Regions from separate parts of the Sus scrofa genome. Here all the other regions are linked to region 1. Evidence: chromatin contacts called from public HiChIP or PLAC-seq data. All regions are on one chromosome and are shown on one strand. The core of a region is the stretch at or near the end of the contact, and the rest is flanking DNA. Distances in the headings are between cores, read along the strand shown. Region 1 overlaps ZNF710 (zinc finger protein 710). Region 2 overlaps AP3S2 (adaptor-related protein complex 3, sigma 2 subunit). Region 3 holds the start of ARPIN (actin-related protein 2/3 complex inhibitor).

Region 1 (3,298 bases), core at 425-2,924:
GGCACGAACTCTTCAGGAACAAGAGCTGTGGGCAGGTCCCCTTTTACACCAGGTGCAGCCCCAAAGTGAAACCTCCCGCAGCTCCCACGGGAGGACGGAGGATGATGCTGGTGGCCAAGGGCAGCTTCAGCCTGCACCTGGGGTCCTGGTGTAAGCCCTAGCAGTGGCCCTTTTCACTCTCAGAAGGTTCCTTCTGTAAGTTACACACTTACCCTCCCTGAGGGAACCAAACCCAGCCTGTGCTCTGGCTCCAGCTTTGTGTGTTTGTTTGTTTGCCTGCTCATTTGCCAACAAAGCCATGTTAAGTGTCTCTTTGCTCCTGTTCCCTGCAGGTGCCAGAAGAGGGGTGGGGCCGGGGACTGGGGCCGGGAGCAAAGCCCAGGGGGTAGGGAACTAACCCTGCCACCGATGTCTTCATCTTTTCTTCATCTCATCTCACTACCCCGGCAGTCAGGCACCACTTCCTCCGCAGAGATGAGGAAACCGAGGCTCAGGATGTGACAGATGTGCCTGAGCTAGAAGAGGACACAGTCCAGATTTGAACTTGGAATCCAGGGCCCAGTCCTGACCAGAGGCTCTGCTGTGGAGGGTCCATCCCTCTGCTCCCCTGGCCCTGCCTTTGGGGAAGTCTAGAAAAAGCGCTGAGCTGCTCATTTTCTCAAACCCACAGCAGACACAAAAAGCTGCCAGGGGCACAGCAGTCTGCTCTGGACACCCTGGGGGCAGGGATCCTCCTCGTCCACCTTTCCCTCTAAGCGCAGGGCCCAACCCATAGCAGGGACTTAGCAAATATTTGAATGAGTTCGCAGTGCCTAGCAGCTGTCGCAGAATCACCCAAACCTTTGCTGAATTTAGGGCCCCAGAATAGAGAAATCTCAGCTCTGTGGTTTTCATCAGAAGAGTAACGGTAACGAACCCAAGTAGTATCCATGAGCCCTCGTTCAGTGGGTTAAGGATCTGGTGTTGTAGGTCGGCAGCTGTAGCTCTGATTCAGCCCCTAGCCTGGGAACTTGCATATGCTTCAGGTGCAGCCCTAAAAAGACAAAAAGAGAAAAGATCCAGAGATCTAGGTGGATAAAAGTGATTCTTTACATTTGGTGAGGGCTTTGTAATTAACTAACCCCCTTCATCTATGTTGCGGCCTCGGCACTCACTACCCTTCCATGGGTAGGTGTTTGCATCTCCATGTGGGGATGGGGAAACTGAGATGCAAAAGTGACTTTGAGGGAACTTTGCTTAGTCACTTGCACATGACAGAGCTGGGACCTGAGGCCACGCTGCCTGACTCCCAGTTGAGTGCTCTTTCCCACGGAGGGTGGGAGGTGAGCTCTGAATCAGGCCCCCCAGTCTGTTCAAGGTGGACGCAGAGGTTTCGTTCTATCAGCCCTCTTCCATGAGAGCCCCGCTTTACGCTTCATCTTTAGTGTCTGTTTCAAGGAGGCTAAATGTCTCTCTGGGGTATTTTATTTTTAGCTGCTTCAGGAAGGGGAAGCTCCTCTGGCCTGTGGGGGGAGGGAGACACCAGGCCCCGGCCGGAGCGCATTTCCTGAGGAAGTGCCGCCGCCGCCGCCGCTGCTGCCGCCGCCAGCGGCCGTGCACCTGACCCTGGCCTGGGAGGAGAGCGGGCGAGGCAGGCAGGCAGGCAGGCAGGCGGGAGCCACCCAGTCCCCCTTCCTTATGGAGCTGGGGGCGGGGTACAATCTGATGAGTATCTGAGGCCCTCCCACATCCGGGCCTGTGGGGAGGGCTGGGAAGCCTGGGGGGCTGGCAGGAGGAGCCAGGGGCGGGGCGGGGCGGGGCGGGGCGGGGGAGTTGGAGCGGTTCCCGTGTGCAAAGGTTGGAGGGCATGGAGGGCTGTGGCGCCGCTGGAGCCCCTAGGAAGGCTGGAAGCCACTGCCCCCGAGGTTTCGACCCTTCAAAAACACCTGTTGAATCTGAGTGCTTGACCATGAACCTGGGAGCCGGTTTTCTCAAACTTATTCTGGTTTGTCACAGAACCAGTCTTCCAAATCAGATCTTACATGGGATTCCAGTGTACAAATCAGACACAAGCTATGCTATCAATGAGTTTAGATACTTAAATGTCTCACATTTAACTAATCAAGAACAATGACCTGTTGTGATAGACACAGTCATTTAGCATAAGGGCTGATGGCAGTACCTGCTCTCTGAGATCGGCCTCGGTACCTAATTTATTTTTGTGTGTTGCCTTGTTTTGGCCCAGTGAAAAAACCCAAATGCTTCCTTCACATGGCCAAGCCATTACAAATGGTGGCTATTGTTTAACACCTACCTCACTGTACAGTCTCAAAGTCTATGCAAAATTAATTACACCTTGGCTGTAAAGCGAGTGGGCCTACTGGATGTGTTGGGACAAAGTATATGTATTCCATTTCAGTAGATGGGTTTTGTAAAAATCAGCTTTTAGGAGTTCCTATTGTGGTTCAGCTGTAACAAACCCAACTAGTATCCATGAGGACACAGGTTTGATCCCTGTCCTCGCTCGGGGTTAAGGCTCCGACAAGCTGCAGTGTAGGTCGCAGATGTGGCTCAGATCTGGTGCTGCTGTGGCTGTGGTGTAGGCTGGCAGCTGCAGTTCCAATTCAACCCCTAAGCACCTGGGAACTTCCATATGCCGCAGGTGCAGCCTTAAAAAAAAAAAAATCAGTTTTTAGAATAGGAGAATCTTAATTTTTTTTGCAATGTTGGATCCAGTTTTTGAGGAACTACTGGAGGACATTTAGAACATAGTTTGAGAACCACTGAAGAAAGCCAACCTCTCTGTTTCAAGGGTGGGAAGACTGAGGCATGCGTGGAGGCAGGGCTTAGCCATGATCCCACAGGGAGATGAAGGAGATGGTCAGATACACAAAGGGTGTCATTGCTCCCCATAATTACAAGTGTCCACTTCTCAAGACAGGGATAGAAAGACATCAGGGACAGACACACCCCAAAATTGGCTGAGCCCTTGCTGAGTGTGTCTGTCTGTTGTCTCTGCAACACTGAGCCGGCAGTGCTAACGATCCCTTCTCCTCTTGCAGCGATGCCCTCCTAGCCAGCCGCCACGGGATGGAGGGCTTCATGGACTCAGGGACACAGACGGATGCTGTGGTGGTGCTGTCCTTGGCTCAGGCCGCTGTGCTGGGCCTCGTCTCAGAAAATGAGCTCTTTGGAGCCACCATAAGCGCCGAAGCCTTCTACCCGGACCTGGGGCCGGAGCTGTCTGGGGTGGCCATGGGGGAGCCCCGGCCCCCAGGCCCCGATGTCTACCAGCTGGCCTGCAACGGGCGGGCCCTGG
Region 2 (3,298 bases), core at 216-2,715, 190 kb before region 1:
GAAGCCTGGAGTATGTAAGGAGAGGCAGACCATACTTCTCAGCAGCACAGTGCCAAGGGGCTGTTTCCATTAAAGAGGGTTAATGAAATTAAGATTGGTGTATTAGGGAGTTCCTGTTGTGGCGCAGTGGTTAACGAATCCGACTAGGAACCATGAGGTTGCGGGTTCGGTCCCTGCCCTTGCTCAGTGGGTTAACGATCCGGCGTTGCCGTGAGCTGTGGTGTAGGTTGCAGACGCGGCTCGGATCCCGAGTTGCTGTGGCTCTGGTGTAGGCCGGTGGCTACAGCTCCGATTCGACCCCTAGCCTGGGAACCTCCACATGCCTCGAGAGCGGCCCAAGAAATAGCAACAACAACAACAACAAAGACAAAAAAAAAAGACCAAAAAAAAAGATTGGTGTATTAGTCTTCTTGGGCTGCCATAACAAAATAAGGAGGTACTGTCGTGGCTCAGCAGAAACAAATCTCACTAGTATCCATGAGGATGCAGGTTTGATTCCTGGCCTTGCTCATAGGGTAAGGATCTGGCATTGCCATGAGCTGAGGTGTAGGTCACAGACGCAGCTTGGATCTGGTGTTGCTGTGGCTGTGGTGTAGGCCAGCGGCAGTGTTGGAAGTTAAAAGTCCTAGATCAAGGTCTTGCAGGATCAGTTTCTACTCCTGGCTTGCAGACTCGCTATGTCCATGAAAGGCCTTTCCTTGATTTGTGCACAGAAAGAAAGAGGCCTCTGGAGTCTCTTCCTCTTCTTATAAGAACGTAAGTTGTATGGGATCAGAGCCTTACCCTTAGACCTTGCTTAACTTACTTCCTTAAAGACCCCATCTCTAAATACAGCCACATTGGGGATTAAGACTTCAACATGTGAATTTTGGGGGGCACAATTGGGTTCTCAATAAGCAAGTGATACAGAATGAGACAGAACAGCTCCAGAAAAGACAGCCCCAGATAGAGATAAAAAAAGAGCAGTCACAGGAGCTCCTGTTGTGGCTGAGCAGAAATGAACCCAACTATCCATGAGGACACGGGTTCCATTCCTGACCTGGCTCAGTGGGTTAAGGATATGGCGTTGCTGTGGCTGTGGCATAGGCCAGCAGTTGCAGCTCCAATTCGACCCCTAGCCTGGGAACTTCCATGTGCCACACCTGTGGCCCTCCCCCCCCTCCCCGCCAAAAAAAGGCAGTCAGGTGTATCTGTTTCTCCTAAAGTTTTCTCAAAACATCATTATTCAAGATCACGATCAAGGTAAAGAGAACAAAAGTCAGATAATGTAGGAAAGAACAGAAGCAAAGAATATGCTAATGCATGAAGAGATTGAACTGAATGTGCTAGAGACTCAGACAGCAAAAGAGTATGACATGAATCTAAAAATAGTCTAAAAAACAAATTTGAGGAACATAATGACAAAGAACACTCATTCTTCTCACAGATAGGGAAACTAAATTTATCTGAAAACGGGGAGGACAGACACAACTGCAAAGAAAGAAAGTCATCAAGTGGCGGAAGTTACTCAAGATCGAAGCCTCATAAAAGGCATCATCTGAGAAAAAAGGAGTGGGAAACAACTTGATCCTAGGAGGCTGGAAAGGATGGACAAATTACAAGAAAAGGAAATGGTGAAAAACAAAAGTAAGAAATAGCTGCAGCTACTGGAGCTTTTCTATGTTGCTGTCCTGCTGTCATCGAGAACACAAGTAACTCCTTGAGTGGCTATGATGGCTCAAACGGCAGCCCTGCAAGCTAAAGCTTTGGCAGAGACCAGAAGAGCCACATTTAGCTATTATAACCCAGGAGCTGTGAATCTAATGAAATTTGCTGAACAAGAAATAAAAACGAAAACACTGGATACAGCTCGGTTGATGGAGAAAGTCATATGACTATGAAGTAACAGGAAATAGTCTTTGGAAACCTGGATGCTAAGTATCAAAAGATCACATGCCCACATGAAGAGGAGTGGGACTGGGTTAGACATCTTCCAATTGAGGAATGGATACAGTTTGAAGGTGACTACACATTTAAAGTTTGGGACTTACAGAGTTCTCCAGATGTCAGCTCCTTGTGCACCAAACACCTAGCATTCTAACTTTTCATGGATGTCACAATGATTTTTATGTACTAGAAAATATGATTCTCACCACACACAAAAAAAGAAATAGTAATTATGTGACAGGGTAAGAGGTGTTGGCCAACACTATTGCGGTAGTCATTCTGCAATGCATAGGTTTATCAAATCAACATTCTGTGTATCTCAAATTTACACAATGTTATGTATTACATATCAATTATATCTCAATAAAGCTGGAGGGAAATATCATTTTTTGTAAATATTAAATCAGTGATACTGATGTTAGTGTTGTAATCAGATTAAATGTATTTCTATTAAACTTGATGGATTTTTTTTCTTTTTTTCTTTTTAGGGCTGCACCTGCAGCATATGGAAGTTCCTAGCCTAGGAGTCAAGTTGGAGCTGCAGCTGCTGGCCTACACCACAAGCCACAGAATCCTTAACCCACTGAACGAGGCCAGGGATCAAACACGTCCTTATAGATTCTAGTTGGGTTTGTTACCACTGAGCCACAAAGGGAATTCCCTTTTTTTTAATTTTAAATGGCAGCACCTATAACATATGGAAGTTCGTGGGCCAGGGACTGAATCTGAGCCACAGATGCAAACTACACAGCAAGTGCAGCAATGCCAGATCCTTTAACCCACTTCACTGAGCCAGGGATCAATCCTACGTCTCCTCAGCGACCCAAGCCACTGCAATTGGATTTTTCACCTACTGTGTCACAGTGAGAACTCCCAACAATATTTTCTAGCTCATGAATTCTATACTTTTCAAATCTACAAAAGCCAGAGGTGGGATAAAATCTCATAGATGCATTTTTTTGTGTCCAGCCTTGTGTACTTTTGTTCTTAACCTCTTACTGTTATTTTCGTCGTTTGAAACATGAATGTTATGTAGATATTCTATTCTTTAGACAGTTGGGCCATTTGCTACATAAATAAGCTGGGTAATGATGACAATAAATATGGTTTTCTCAAAAGAAAAAACAAGCAACAGCAATACTGGAGGACATATTTAAACTTTTTTTGGCCATGTCCACAGCAGGTGGAAGTTCCTAGGCCAGGGATCAAACCCAAGCCACTGCAGTGACAATGCCAGATCCTCAACCTGCTCAGCTGCAAGAGAACTCCCCTTTTTAAAAAACTTTTTTACTTTTAAGAACATTTTTATACCTTCAAACTATAAGAAAAAAGGCAGACCTAACTACATAAAGTTAAAAGACAAGGAGAAAAT
Region 3 (3,298 bases), core at 566-3,065, 150 kb before region 1:
GATGATGACAACACACAATCATGTATGTGAAGGTGCTGTGTACACTATTAAAGTGTTTACTAAATATAAGAGATTTTACTTTTTTATTTAACCAAATTTTTCAGGGGGTAGGGTCTAAGTAGCTTCTCTTGTCACGTGTTTTAAAGCACTTCCTGGAGTTCCCGTCGTGGCGCAGTGGTTAACGAATCCGACTAGGAACCATGAGGTTGTGGGTTCGATCCCTGCCCTTGCTCAGTGGGTTAACGATCCGGCATTGCCATGTGAGCTGTGGTGTGGGTCGCAGACGCGGCTCGGATCCCACGTTGCTGTAGCTCTGGCGTAGGCTGGCAGCTCAGCTCCGATTAGACCCCTAGCCTGGGAACCTCCATATGCCACAGGAGTGGCCCAAGAAATGGCAAAAAGACCAAAAAAAAAAAAAAAGCACTTCCTTTTTAAAAAATTTATTTTTTGGCTGCCCTCGTGGCACATGGAAGTTCCCATGGAAGGCCAGGGATGGCATCCACACCAGAGCAGTGACCACAGCTGCTGCAGTGACAACACAGGGTCCTTAACCCTCTGTGCACAAGAGAACTTCTAAAGCACTTTCACACTCCCGCTCTCATTCATGTCCACTTTAGAAATGGGGAAACCCAGACTCAGAAGGTTTGTGACTAGGCCAAGATCAGAGGGTCCCAGGAGTTCCCATCGTGGCTCAGCCTTAACAAACCCTGCTAGTATCCTTGAGGTCTCGGGTTCCATCCCTGGCCTTGCTCAATGGGTTAAGGATCTGGCATTGCCGTAGCTGTGGCATAGGTCTGCAGTTGCAGCTCCCTTCAACCCCTAGCCTGGGAATTTCCATATGCTGTGGGAGAGGCCCTAAAAAAACAAACAAAAAAACAAAACAAAAAAATCAGAGTCCCTCATTAAAGGGAACCAGACCCTGGCTTGCCAATCCTAATTCTCACAAAAGCAGAACCTGGGGACTTCCTTTTTGGAACCACGTAAATGGGAGAGGGGTGGGGCAGGTGAAGAGATGGGGCTGAAAAGTTAAAACTCCCAGTACCTCACTCGCCCCTATCTATCCCGCTAATCCCTTCATTCAGTTGTATTTGTAATTGCAAATGGAGTGGTCTAGTCGTTCTCTGTTCTCCGTGCCAGTGATGGTAGGGCCTGGCCCTCCGGATCCAACTCAAGCCTCCAGGCAAGCCTGGCCCTCCCTCCCAGGCCAACTCCCACCCGCTGTTCCGGTCACAGCACCACACAGTCCCTACTGAAGCGGAGTGCACCGTGTGCAAAAGGCCTAAAGGCAAGGCAGGGGCAAGTGGTGAAGTTTATAGCCGATATATGCCAGCGCGGGATAAAGACAAAGGTTGGTAAGCAATCGCCGTCTTATGAGCGCTGTTTGGGAGTCAGGACCGACCCTCTGTGAGTTTTAAGGCTTAAGGGGTGCGCTCCGAGGGGAGCACTGGGAAGAGCGGTCTGGAGCCCAGGGGACCTTCGGTGAGCCCCGCCTTTCCTCCCAGCCGTACCCGATCTTGGTGGCGCCCCCCTTCCCCTGCCAATCAGGGAGCCCGGGATCGACGCGGAGCCTAGGGATCCGACGCAGGCCGGCCCGGGAGGCGGAGGGAGATGCGGGCGGAGCCTACCCCTGGTGGGCGGCGGGGTCCCAGGCCCCAGGCAGCCGCGCGCTCTGCACCGCTTTGTTCTGGAGGGCGCTGTCGTGGTAGATGCGGCTCATTCTCCCCACGGGCGCGGAGCCCTCGCGGCCCGGGGCACTGAGCCGGCACGCGGGGCGGAAGGCGCTGCGAGGAGCCGCGCAGGGAGCACACGCCGAGACTGGCAATTCCCAGCCGCAGATCCGGGTCCGGCGCGGCTGCGGGCGTTCCCGCGCGGGATTTAAAGGGGCCGAGCTCCATTTCTGCCCGCGGGACTTTGCTTGGTGGGAGGCCGGCTCCTGCAGGGACCCGGCCTTGGCCTTCTGCCGCGGGTGGGGATAGGGCGGGGAGTGGAGCCACGCCCTTCTCGTTCTCTCCCTCTTCCTTGTTCCTAGAGGGAGACCTAGGCCTCACACACGCGCAAGGGAAATTGAGGCCAAGAGAGCTAGTACGGTCAGCTCTGAAAGGATGGGATTCCAGGAAGCAGGAACGGAAAAATGGGAACAGCCCTCAGGGACGGCGCAGTGGTTAAGCACAGAGTCGCTCTTTTTACGCCCCACGCGCGAGGTCGCAGAGCGGCTGAGGGAAGAGCTCTGGGGACCTGTAGCAAAGGAGCCTGAGCTGAGATGTCAGATCAGCGACTTACCATGGTTAGAATCCCAGCCAGGTGAGCTTGGACAAGTTCTTCAACCTCTCTGAGCCCGTGCCTCCTCCTCTATGAGATGGGGTCAGTGTCAGAGGAGTTGTAAAGATTTAATAAGCTCACTCTAGGGAGTTACTGTTGTGGCGCAGGGGAGAGGAATCTGACTAGTATCCATGAGGACACTAGTTCCATCCCTGGCCTCTTTCAGTGGGTTAAGGATCCAGAGTTGCCGTGAGCTGTGGTGTAGGTTGAACTCCGCTCAGATCCAGAGTTGCAGTGGCTGTGGTGTAGGCCGGCAGCTACAGCTCCGATTCAACCCTTAGCCTGGGAACCTCGATGTGCAGTAGGTGTGGCCCTAAAAAACAAAACCAAAAAAAAAAAAAAAAAAAAAAAAGGGAGGAGGGCAAAGATGGAGTTTCCTTATGGCCCAGTGGGTTAAGGATCTAGTGTTTTCACTGCAGCAGCTTGAGTTGGACCCTTGGCCCAGGAACTTTTGTAAGCCACAGATACAGCCAGATAAGGGGGGGGGGCAAAGAAATTTCTTCAAAGGAGACATATGCATGCCCAAAATTTATATGAAAAGCTACTCAGCGTCACCAATCATCAGGGGAATGCAAACCAAAATCACAATGACATATCACCCCCCACCTCTTAGAATGGGTTATCAAAAAGATAGAAGATAGGAGTTCCCTTGTGGCACAGTGAGTTAAGGATCTGGCTTGTCACTGCAGCAGGCTAGGTTCAATCCCTGGCCCGGGAACTTCCACATGCCGTGGGCCTGGCCAAAAAAAAAGACAAAAGATAAGTGTTAGTTAGCAAGGATATGGAGAAAGGAGAATTCTTGTACAGCATTGATGGGAATATAAATTGGTGCAGCCACTGTGGTAAACACTATGCAATTTTCTCAAGAAATTAAATATAGAACCACCAAATGATCCAGCAGTCTCACTTCTGGGTTTATGTCCAAAGGAATTGAAATCTGTGATACCAAAAGGATATCTACAATATGGGAAACGAATCT

The links. HiChIP or PLAC-seq counts read pairs in DNA pulled down with a chosen protein or histone mark.
Region 2: a contact with region 1 is called in an H3K27ac HiChIP or PLAC-seq map of alveolar macrophages. The contact joins two enhancer-like sites. A contact is called at or near these places in 1 of 47 Hi-C or Micro-C datasets (epiblast stem cells) and 1 of 2 datasets of contacts at active chromatin or transcription factors (alveolar macrophages).
Region 3: a contact with region 1 is called in an H3K27ac HiChIP or PLAC-seq map of alveolar macrophages. The contact joins the promoter of ARPIN here to the enhancer-like site in region 1. A contact is called at or near these places in 1 of 5 promoter capture datasets (liver), 4 of 47 Hi-C or Micro-C datasets (embryonic fibroblasts, heart right ventricle, liver and 1 more) and 2 of 2 datasets of contacts at active chromatin or transcription factors (alveolar macrophages and skeletal muscle).

Annotation. Positions count from the first base shown.
Region 1 is chr7:55,635,732-55,639,029 of Sscrofa11.1, forward strand. It overlaps ZNF710 (zinc finger protein 710), which reads left to right. Exons shown (of 5, transcript XM_021098970.1): 2 at 3,042-3,298. The coding sequence starts at 3,070. Among named protein-coding and RNA genes, the nearest start is that of IDH2, 38 kb to the right of the region's middle. Within about 2 kb of position 1,675, at least 52 of the 83 cell types and tissues checked have an H3K27ac peak or open chromatin away from gene starts, as enhancers often do. A contact at or near this core is called in alveolar macrophages, liver and skeletal muscle, where this site is marked.
Region 2 is chr7:55,441,271-55,444,568 of Sscrofa11.1, forward strand. The region is part of intron 3 of AP3S2 (adaptor-related protein complex 3, sigma 2 subunit); the gene reads right to left. Among named protein-coding and RNA genes, the nearest start is that of AP3S2, 19 kb to the right of the region's middle. Within about 2 kb of position 1,466, at least 2 of the 83 cell types and tissues checked have an H3K27ac peak or open chromatin away from gene starts, as enhancers often do. A contact at or near this core is called in alveolar macrophages, where this site is marked.
Region 3 is chr7:55,481,720-55,485,017 of Sscrofa11.1, forward strand. It overlaps ARPIN (actin-related protein 2/3 complex inhibitor), which reads right to left and starts at 1,816. Exons shown (of 6, transcript NM_001244544.1): 1 at 1,626-1,816. The coding sequence starts at 1,717.